3 separate regions of the Mus musculus genome follow, and regions 2 and 3 are each linked to region 1. A link is a contact called in public promoter capture Hi-C data. All regions are on one chromosome and are shown on one strand. The core of a region is the stretch at or near the end of the contact, and the rest is flanking DNA. Distances in the headings are between cores, read along the strand shown.

Region 1 (3,610 bases), core at 811-3,310:
CCGGCCAGGGAGCATGTGGAAAGAAAGGGGGGAAGAGACAGCATTCTTTTTTTTTTTTTTTTTTTTCCTGGTTTTTTGAGACAGGGTTTCTCTGTGTAGCCCTGGCTGTCCTGGAACTCACTCTGTAGACCAGGCTGGCCTCAAACTCAGAAATCACTGAGTGCTGGGACTAAAGGTATGTGCTACCACTGCCCAGCTGAGACAGCATTCTTTTTTTTTTTTTTTAAAGATTTATTTTTATTTATATGAATACACTGTAGCTATCTTCAGACACACCAGAAGAGGGCATTGGATCCCATTACAGATGGTTGTGAGCCACCATGTGGTTGCTGGGAATTGAACTCAGGACCTTTGGAAGAGGAGTCAGTGCTCTTAACCACTGAGCCACCTCTCCAGCCCCTGAGACAGCATTCTTAATACTAGTTTTTCTGTCAGTCCTAATTCTGTCAAAACCACCCACCACCCACACACACCTCACTGGGAACTGAACCTATCACCACACATGAGTTTTATGTGGTCTTCCACTGGGCTCCATCCTTAGCCTCCAGATTCCATGTTGTATCTTAATTCTTTGAGACAGTTTTTCTGGGAAAATAGCTGAATTTTACCCACCTTAGTGCCCTAGAGTTGGGTCAATTTTGCCACTAATATGTAGTCAAAAATTTGAAGTCAGAATATGTTTGCTTTTTTTTTTTTTTTTTTTTCTCTAGACAGGGTTTCTCTGTGTAGCTCTGGGTGTCCTGGAACTCACTTTGTAGACCAGGCTGGCCTTGAACTTAGAAATCTACCTGCCTCTCTCTCCCAAGTGCTGGTATTAAAGGTGTGCACTTCTGGGTCCTAATGTCATCTTTAGGGCATGTTGCAATTTTCTTATTGTATACATGTTACTTTAATGTAACAGTAGTGTATGGTGACTAAATATTAATACTCATTTTACTAAGTCTTTATCATACTATAATAGCAGTTACCTTCTTCTTGGAGACTTTAGTAAATAGTCTGTTTTAGCTGACCTCAAACTCACAGAGTTCCACTGTCCTCTTCCTCCTGAGTGTGTGGAATTAAAGGCATGTGCCACTATGCCCAGGGCCAAAACCCAAACCAACCCAAACCAAACTTAAAAACTTTTCATTTGTCCTCAGACAACCCCTGGGCCACACATCCTCATGAGCAGTGGTCCATGCACATCCGCACATAGAATGTAAATAAATGAATGTACTGTGTTTTAAAAGAATGTATGAAATTATTCCTAATGATTGTACATTATGATGTTTCACAGCAAGGCTTCTAGATTCTAAGATTGCAGTCATTACTTAGCAATCTCCAGCTGTAAATATTTGAAAATCCCACTCCAGGAAAGGGCTGTTTCTATATTCTGCTTTCATGGTGTAACCTTAAATGTGGACTCCAAATCAAACTGACCTGTTGTATATGGCTTCCACCTTAAATCTCAGGCTCCTACCAATTCAAACAAAACATGGTGGAGAGAGCGATACGTGGACCAAATTATCCCAGGGGATTCTTCATTGGAGACACATTATAGTCACAGGAGTCTTATATTTAAGTATATATAATATTTTTCTTGCTTGCACGCTTGAGTGATGCACAGCCTTATGTAATAGGGAACCCGACTTGTATGGGTCCTGAAAGACCTAGGGGAAGAGTGTTATACAGAGTGCCACCCAAGGCACACAGGGCAGCTAAGAATTCATTCCTCTCCCCTTGCGCATCCCCATCCCTCTCGTCACCCAGTCCTAGATGGCCTCCTACACATCCTTAGCACTCTCCTCTCTTTTCCACCAAGGCACCCCCAAATCCCATGGGCGGGCCTGAGCAGAAGCCCCGCCCCAACTTCAGGCCCCGCCTCCTTCGGCCGGGTAGCCCCACCCCCTACGGGGATTGCCAGGCGCGGGACTAGGGGCGGAGCGGCAGGATGCGGGGCAGGGGCGGACCCGGTCCAGGCGCCGGGAGGGGCGGAGTTGCAGCGTCGCCCTTCACAGCTCGCAGCGGGATGAGAGGCGGGCCCGGAGGCGGGCCCGAGGGCGGGGTCAGGGGCGGACCCGGGCCAGGCGCAGGGAGGGGCGGAGTTGTGGCGTCGCCCTTCGCCACTGCTTGCGGCGGCGGAGCCTCGGGGGCGGGGAAGCTGGCGACAGGGCCGCTGGGGTCTTGTGGTCCTACAGAATCGTGGGCAGCGGGACCCGGCAGTCAGCAGAGGAACATGGCGCCCTGGACACTCTGGCGCTGCTGCCAACGCGTGGTGGGCTGGGTTCCGGTGCTCTTCATCACCTTTGTGGTCGTCTGGTCCTACTACGCGTACGTGGTGGAGCTGTGCGTGAGTGAGTACGGGAGGCGCGGGCGGCGGGCCGGGCCGCGGGTGGCAGGCCGAGGCCTCGGCGCCGCGTTCTGATTCCGCGGGGCGGCCTGCGCTTCCCCAGCCCGTGGGTTCCACGTCCGAGGGTTCCGGCCCGCGCTTCTCCGGCGGTGGGGGCCCCTGTCCGTGGGTTTCTGCCCACGGCTCGCTGCTCGAGGGGTCCCGAGTTCGGGCCTGCGCGCCGCCCACGCTCCAAGCTTCCGGGTGGCTGCAGTCGCCTTGGGGCTCCCACCCTTCTGTGACGGAATGCTCACAAAGGCCTTTCCTTTTGAACTAGAGAACCCCTTCTGAGACGGCTTGTGAGGTCAGTTTGGCTAAAACACACGCACACACGCACAAAGAAATCTTTTCCTCCCAGATTGTTGCTCCCCAAACTGCGCGAGAAGAAGCGCGTAAGCTGAAAGCAGCCTGGGGGCCTGGGAGGGAGGTGTGTCTCCCGGGTCTGCAGTGTGGGCTCAGCCCCTGGTCTGAGCTGTATTTGACCCTTTTTAATATTCATCTGGGGGTCTCAGTGCTGGATTTACACAAAATGTTGTTTTGAGGCACAAGGAATTGAACAAGAGAGGTGCAAGCTCAATGACTTTTTTTTTTTGCCTGTTTACTTTGTAGGTTTGTATTGCTTATACCTTTAGTTTTAGGGCTTTGGTTTAGTTTTACTTTTGCTATTTTTCTTATTTAATTTTTTTTACCGTATGGTTCTTACCTGATTTCCTGGGATAAAGGAATAGCGTTGCATTATACTTACATGACTTAGCCGATTGGTTCATTGTCATTAACACCCTAGGCCATTACTATGTCAGTGATACTAAATAATTGCCTGTAAGCTTTGAGTGTGCGTTCTATACCTACTGGCTCTTTACTGTGTTCGTCTCCCGTCAGCATTATTAAATAAAACCCTAAGAAAAAGCAGTCCCTTGGTTTCCCAGAAGTGATGTGGTTTTAATTTTCAGACAGAGCCCTCGGTTATCTGAAGGACAGATTTTCTTTGGGGAAAAACATACGGGGTAAATACAAGAATGAAAAAAAAAAAAAATCGGGCTGGTGAGATGGCTCAGCGGGTAAGGGAACTGATTGCTCTTTCGAAGGTCCTGAGTTCAAATCCCAGCAACCACATGGTGGCTCACAACCACCCATAAAGAGATCTGACACCCTCTTTTGGTTCGTCTGAAGTCAGCTACGGTGAACTTACGTATAATAATAAATAAATCACTCAAAAATGGTAGAGCCTAGACCTCAATTGTG
Region 2 (3,610 bases), core at 788-3,287, 320 kb after region 1:
AGCTGAAGTTGGAGAGGGAGGGAGGGAGGAATTGCAAGCAATACCTGTCCCGTTCCTTTAGAAGGGGACTAATGTCATCAGTGAAGGATGACCCTTTAGGCTTCATCACCTCTTAAATGCCTCACCTCAGAATGCTGTCACATTGGCCACTTTGAATTTTGCAGGCTATCATTGAAAGCAAAGTATTTCTGTGCACCTGATGGTGTTTCTGAGAGAAAAAAATCCGATTCCCAAACTTGACTTTACTGCCAACACTAACTTATGACTAGTTCATATCAAATCTTATTTTGTTTTGATTGATAATTCTAATTATTTTTAATTTGTGTGAAGTTAACATCTTAATAGGATTTCCTTCAATTCAGTCTAGCATCTTGTTGGACTAGAATTCTAGAGATCTCACTTTGCTTCATATTTAGGGTGATTTGAATAATTTTGTGGTAAAGCTCTCAAATGGTGAAGTCCAGATTTATGTTTCAGTAATATGTGATATATTTTATATATATATATATGTGTGTGTGTGTGTGTGTGTGTGTGTGTGTATATATATTTTTTTTAAAGGGCCAAGCATTGTGGAATTGCCAGTCCTTTCTACTTCAAAGGTTAAAGCTGGAGACTCAACTTGGTCCCAACACAAAAAATAAATAAGAAAAAGAAAAACTCAGTTAGTTAGTTAGTCTGTTAGTTTGTTGTTTTTATGAGACAGAGTCTTCGTATGTAGTCCTGCTCTCCATAAACTTGTGTAGTCTAAACCTTAAGCTCACAGAGAATTACCTGTCTCCCCTGACCACTAGGGACCCAGGACCACATATTTCTATCTTAAGAGATCTTCCAAGGTATTCTCTCAGCACCATTACTAAATATAAAAGAAATAATTCCTTAATTAAAATGTGGGGGGCTGGTGAGATGGCTCAGTGGGTAAGAGCACCCGACTGCTCTTTCAAAGGTCCTGAGTTCAAATCCCAGCAACCACATGGTGGCTCACAACCATCTGTAATGGGATCGGGCTTCCTCTTCTGGAGTGTCTGAAGACAGCTACAGTGTACTTACATATAATAAATAATTATTAAAAAAAAATGTGATTTGAAAGCATCTTTTGGATCCAATTTGACTGAAAAACTTTTTCACTTCAATAAAGACTAGTTTGTCTTTGATACTAATTTTATGATCTGTGAGAAACATTTAATTACAATGTATACAGGCCAGCCAGAACTACATCAAGAAACTCTTGTTGAAAAAAAACCAAAAAGGTAGAGCTTTCTTGTGTCTTCAGACACTTTAATATTTAAAAATAGCATATAATTGAATACACGAAGATAATCATTGTGGCATACATACTTAAAAGGAATGGAAGCTTTAAAAAATTAGGTGCAAAATAGTTTGCTTTAAAACAGGTTTTTTTGAGTCTTATAAGTAGATGGTTTCTTCCTTTTCAATAGTTTTTTTTTCTTGATTGCCATTTTGATAAGTTACACTTGATTTGATCTATTTGGTTTAATAGAGTAGTCATTCGTTTAGAGAAATCGAAATCAAAATGAAGTATGGGTTTCTACAGACGAAACACTACTGTATGTAGAAATTGTGACAGTTCATTATCAAGCTGCTTTTTGAGTGGCGTCAGCATCTGAGCGGTGATTTAAAGCCCTTCAGCCAGATCAGGAAATCGATAAAGAGAGAACCGAACAGCAGGAACATAGTGAAGTTTGCCTGTCCCTGGGAAAGAAAAGATTACATGTGATTTAAGAATTGCCGAATCAAAGGGAGCATTAGTTTTGATTAAGGAAAACTGTGTGCCAGCTACCATGATAGATTGGTAAAATATGTGTTCATATACTGTGAATTCAACACTGAAAGCTCTGAAAGACTAATTGGTTTGAAAGGTTTAAGACTGACTCCAAAGTACCAAACAGCCAGACTACCGCAACCTAATTAAAACCTGGGTTGTAGAAGCCGGAAGCTGACTGGGCGGGACTAGACGCTCATTGGCTCCCACCGTCTGGTCTGCACCAGCGCAAACGCGGAGGTCCCCGCCAACCCTCACCCCACCCCCGCACTGTGACGACTGCGCATGCGTCAGTGGTGAGTGGCGGCCACGGAGTGTGGCGGCGGAGGGTCAAGGGATGTTTTGGGTGGGTTCCGAACCGGGTCCATACTGACCCTTGGAGACTTTCCCAGTAGGGGCCTCGTCTCTGCGGGGTCCTTCTTCTTGGACATCTTGAGCCGGAAACAAGTCCTTAGTGGTCCGGTCGGAATGGTGCCTGGGGAAGGGATATATATGCATGGACACGAGGAAGCCTTGAGCCTTAGCATGGGGTTTGGCTGGCCGGGCTGTTCATCCAAACTTACCTTGTTGTGTGTTTGTGGCTTGCTTTCTCTGTGCAAGTTTTATCTCAGGTCATGGTGGGATTTATTATTTTGAGATGGTCTCACTGTATAGCCAGGCTGGCCTCGAACTCAGACTCATTGATCCCTCATTTTTCCCGTGTCACCACACCCAACAATCTTTCTTTAAATAATAAACAGTATTTAGGAAGTGAAGGACTTCCCTCAGGCAGAGACTTGTATGAAAATGAAAGCACACGATTTTTATACACTCGAGATGCACAGGCAGACAGATCTCTGAGTTCAAGGCCAGCCTGGTCTACAGAGAATTTTCCTGGACAGCCAAGGCTACACAAAGAAATCCTATCATTCATTCATAGGTAGATAGATAGAGCAAGTTCTAGGACAGCCAAGGCAACACAACTGTCTTGAATCAATAAGATTACTTAGAGAATATCTGCCAGGCATTGTCATCTACAGAGTTCACGCTCAGGGAACAAACAAGTTGAGAACAATGTCATTTCTAGTGACTGTGGGTGCCTGTCTCTGAGCCGCAGGTTGAGCATACTTGACAGGTCATTCTATTCGCCTACTAGTACAGCTACCCTTCCTGCAGTTTACTAACGACTCTGGAAAGAAACTTTGTTTCATTCTCTTTCTGCTGGCTTAAACTCTCTTGACCTAAATATCTTGGAGAAGGTACTTAGATACTCTGACATACAGTATTGTTAGTTTTTTGTTGTTGCTTTCGTAGATCTGATGCATGGGAATAGAAGTTTGTTTTGATTTTGGGTTTTTTTTTTGGGGGGGGGGTTGGTTTTGTTTTTTTTTGTTTTTCCAGACAAGGTTTCTCTGTGTAGCCCTGGCTGTCCTGGAACTCACTCTGTAGACCAGGCTGGCCTCGAACTCAGAACTCCACCTGCCTCTGCCTCCTGAGTGCTGGGATTAAAGGCGTGCACCACCACGCCCGACTAGAACTAGAAGATTTTTATAGAAATGAAGAATCCCTGCTGCTGCTGCCGCTGCTGACCCTTTCCCCACGGTAGTCCCATCTTCCTGTAACCCCATTTCCATTTTTCCTATCAAGGCAAGGCCTTGACTTTATTTCCCATCAGGTTCTTCCCTGTTGCCCTTAGGTGCTGAGCCACATTTCTGACATAGAGCAATAGCTGTCTTGCCATTTCTTTGTCTCTGGGGTTTCTGGACCTCTGCACTAAGGATATTTTGGACAGATCTTTGAAGTAGAGGGTTGTCCTATGAACTGTAGAAAGTTCAGAGTCATAGCTGACCT
Region 3 (3,610 bases), core at 539-3,038, 270 kb after region 1:
TTATGGAGAGGGGCAGGGAATATTGAATTAGTTTCTGCTCCAAGCTACAGTAGAATTTACATGCAGTTCTGACTGATTTTCCAAGAGATTAAGATGGTGTTGAACTTGGAAGCCTGGTTGAGTTTTAACACCTCAGTTCTGCCCTGTGCTAGAACTTGGCTGGGAGTGAGTGGGTTTGTGCTTAGTATGGTGACAGGCAGGGCCTGTGCACTGGGACTTTGTCATTTGGTCAAACCTGAAAAAGGGAAGGTTAGATGAGGTTGACACAATTTTCAAAGTGATGCAGACTTATTAAAAAACAGAATGCAGTTATCTTGTTGGTTGCAAATGAATTATATAAAATGTAAATTATATAAATATTTAAATATATAGAAAAGTATTTAAAGTTATCACTCAGAAAAATTTGGAATTTATACAGGTTTTTTGTTGTTGTTGTTAAAGTATATACAAATATTTAAATATATAGAAAAGTATTTAAAGTTATCACTCAGAAAAATTTGGAATTTATACAGGTTTTTTGTTGTTGTTGTTAAAGTAATAGCTATTTACTGTTGTGATTCTTTTGCTTCATGAGATCTGCCTTCTGTGTATTGCATAGAGTGAAAATCACTGATCAGTCGATAGCAGACCACTCTCTTGTTGATGACATGTTTTTAAAAGATAAGAAAATATAGTATCTGGAAACCAGAACATATTTCAGTAAGAACCAAAGCTTTGCAATCTTGTAAAAGAGCAACTACTGTTTATTGAAGCTATTTTTAGTGAACTTTGCTTTAACATTAAGGTAACGTCTTAATTAAAAGTACTTTATTGTTGTAGTTTGAGAGAGAAAGGGAGCATGAGCACCTGCTGTCTTGGCACAGAGCCCAAGGGCCATGGGACTTGTGGGGTCAGAGGACGGAGCTGCAGAATGGCTTTCCTTCTACCTTTAGGCGGGTTTCAGGGATTGAATTCAGGCAGGCAGCAGATGTGCACAGCAAGCACTTTTACTTACCAGATGTTTGTGCCAGCACTCAACTGTTTGTTTGTTGTTGTTTGAGATCAGGATGTCTCTAGCCCTTGCTGTCCTGGAGCTCACTGTGTAGACTTCTGCCTCCCGGGTGATGGTTTACAAGCATGTGCCACCGCACCTGGCTCTGCCGTTTTTAGGACATTGTTGTAAGAGTAGAAAAGTTAGATTTCTAAATTCTGACTAACAATTTTATTTACTTTTTGGGGTTTTTTTTTTTGTTTGTTTGTTTTTTAAACAAAATTAAAAAATTGAACTACCTTCGTTCTTTACATTATTTTGATATGTATGGTCTGTCTCTATATATTTTGATGTCTAGATCTGCATGTATGTGTTCCCCTCACAGTGTCATGTGATCTCTAGACTGACGAGGGCATCACACCATCTCAGATCGTGCACTATTTAAACAATTGAGTATATTTCATTACTGACCTTTCACATAATAAAAATACCTTTAATAAAATGGCGGGGCTGGTGAGATGGCTCAGTGGGTAAGAGCACCCGACTGCTCTTCCGAAGGTCAGGAGTTCAAATCCCAGCAACCACATGGTGGCTCACAACCATCTGTAAGGAGATCTGACGCCCTCTTCTGGAGTGTCTGAAGACAGCTACAGTGTACTTACATATAATAAATAAATAAATCTTTTAAAAAAAAAATAAATAAAATGGCACTAAAACTAAAAAAGATAAATGGCTGCTTTCTGTTTCAAGAGATATAAAGCCTTGATCTCTTTCCCCAGATAATCTGTTCTGAACACTAACGATCCTTTACCTGCTTCAGTGTGAATTTCAAAAGCATATGAAAAACTAGCCAGTAGACTGTTGTTGCAATAAACAGCAGATATCAGCTGTGAGTCCTTCAGTTTGTTTTTCTAAAAGGTAATGAGACTGAGGTCCCCTAGTGCTTTTGAGGAAAGGAACCACTTTCCATTGGTCATTGGCTGGTTTCTCTTTGTCCTGTCCTGGCTTCCTTTCCTTAGGGTTTCATTCTCTGTGTCCACAAGGGGGCGGATAAAGGAAGAGGGAAATACTAAGTGAGCCTGTTCAGGGTTTCACTTCAGTTAGTCAGTTAGGAGTTTGAGAATGACATCAGAAAGAAGCAGTGACTTCTTCTTAGGGCCACTCAGTGCCCTCCGTAGCCCTCTTCACAGACAAGAAGCAGTCTCATAAACAACTGACTTTTAAAGGATGGTTTCCAAAGCAGTGTTACCTACCTTCAGTTTTTTCTGTAAATAATTTCTCTCTACTAAAGAATGAGTTGGGTATAAGGAAATGGCAGCATTTGAATGTATGTCTGATTTCTTTGCGGAGTGTCATCTTAGATTGAGATTTCTCACTGAATGATGTGAATATTGCCTAGTTCAGTCTGCTTCACAAAGAAGTGCAAAGAAGGCATCCTTCTCATTTCTTAAAGGCTTAGTTACTATGGCAGTGCTACTGAGTACATTACACTCATCAACATCTACAGACACATACTTATTATGATGGTTAATTTATTTGCAGCAAATTTATTCAATTGAAGCATATTTGATAGTGAATACCTCAACACCTTATATACTGTTTGAGTCTATGGGAATGTTACTTTCTCAGTGTATTATGTGTTTGGGGGCGGTGTATGCTCATGTATATTAATGTGTGCCTGCTTTTTTTTTTGCAGAATGTCATCTTAGATGCCTGTGTTGAGATTTCTCACTCAATCTCAATATTTTGTATATGTATATGTCTGTGTAGAGGACAGAGGACAGCTTCTGTAGTCATTACTTGGGAGATAGGGTCTCTTTTCACTGGCCTGGAGCACATCAAGTGGGCCAGATGGCTGTCCAGTGAGTCCTGGAAGATCCATGCCTTTCTACCTCCCTTGAGTCTATGGGAATTTTGAATAAAAATGTGTTTTCTGTCAACTGCTTAATTGTTTGTTTTGACTTGGTGTTGGGGTACTGTGATCTCAATTTTTCTGTTTTAGTATGGAGCTTAGTTGCTCTTTCATGTTCTTTTCCTGTGAACATACTTCTTTTGGAAAACTTCTGTTTTTCCCTATAGTCTATATGAAACTCATTTTGTGTATATGATTTTAGCTGTTTAAAATATTGGGTAAAGTAGTGGGGCAAATTTACCAAAATTGATTCTTTAGGCTTAGTTTTTGATGTCTGTTTTTAAAGTCATTTTTCCCCCTTTCTGTTGCTTCTATTAAGATCTCTGGTATGGCACATGTAAGGATTAAACCCGTTACCTAACATTCCTATAGCATTCTTTTTTTCAGCACTTAATGCCTTTTATTCCTTAGCTTCAGGCACGAATTATGTAGCATATGTGAAGAGGCTTAAACTGTTTCCATTGCATTCTTTCTGGCTGGCTGCTGTTATATTTAGGGTATACTTATAGTTTAGACAAAGTAAGAATGTTATTGTTGTTGACCTTGACACTAGATAACTGGGCAGACATTATATAGCTATGTTTGAATCCTCACAAAATGTGCTGTTGAAGCCAACAGAGTCCTGGCGGGAGGCTCTTCTGGACAGCAGAGTTATGGAGCTCTTCTTCACTGTAAGTCCTCGTCTTCAACTCTGGCTAGCTAGGGGCATGGTGAGAGGAAGGGAACGC

What was found. Promoter capture Hi-C pulls out the DNA fragments that hold promoters and counts their contacts.
Region 2: a contact with region 1 is called in a promoter capture Hi-C map of pre-B cells. The contact joins the promoter of Eef1akmt1 here to the promoter of Zdhhc20 in region 1. A contact is called at or near these places in 3 of 39 promoter capture datasets (liver, macrophages and pre-B cells), 1 of 484 Hi-C or Micro-C datasets (pre-B cells), 3 of 115 datasets of contacts at active chromatin or transcription factors (effector CD8 T cells, memory CD8 T cells and microglia) and 2 of 9 other capture datasets (adipose tissue and liver).
Region 3: a promoter capture Hi-C map of the HPC-7 cell line shows a contact between it and region 1. The contact joins the enhancer-like site here to the promoter of Zdhhc20 in region 1. A contact is called at or near these places in 8 of 39 promoter capture datasets (the 3T3-L1 cell line, the C10 cell line, the HPC-7 cell line and 4 more) and 2 of 115 datasets of contacts at active chromatin or transcription factors (embryonic stem cells and memory CD8 T cells).

The regions. Positions count from the first base shown.
Region 1 is chr14:57,888,786-57,892,395 of GRCm38.p6, reverse strand. Zdhhc20 (zinc finger, DHHC domain containing 20) reads left to right here and starts at 2,060. Exons shown (of 13, transcript NM_029492.5): 1 at 2,060-2,333. The coding sequence starts at 2,216.
Region 2 is chr14:57,570,009-57,573,618 of GRCm38.p6, reverse strand. It overlaps Eef1akmt1 (EEF1A alpha lysine methyltransferase 1), which reads left to right and starts at 2,037. Exons shown (of 5, transcript NM_026526.3): 1 at 2,037-2,076. 1700039M10Rik (RIKEN cDNA 1700039M10 gene) reads right to left here and starts at 2,005. Exons shown (of 2, transcript NR_152103.1): 1 at 1,934-2,005; 2 at 1,251-1,710.
Region 3 is chr14:57,618,074-57,621,683 of GRCm38.p6, reverse strand. Xpo4 (exportin 4) reads left to right here. Exons shown (of 23, transcript NM_020506.2): 7 at 3,441-3,553. Among named protein-coding and RNA genes, the nearest start is that of Xpo4, 45 kb to the left of the region's middle. Within about 2 kb of position 1,788, at least 25 of the 459 cell types and tissues checked have an H3K27ac peak or open chromatin away from gene starts, as enhancers often do. A contact at or near this core is called in the HPC-7 cell line, where this site is marked.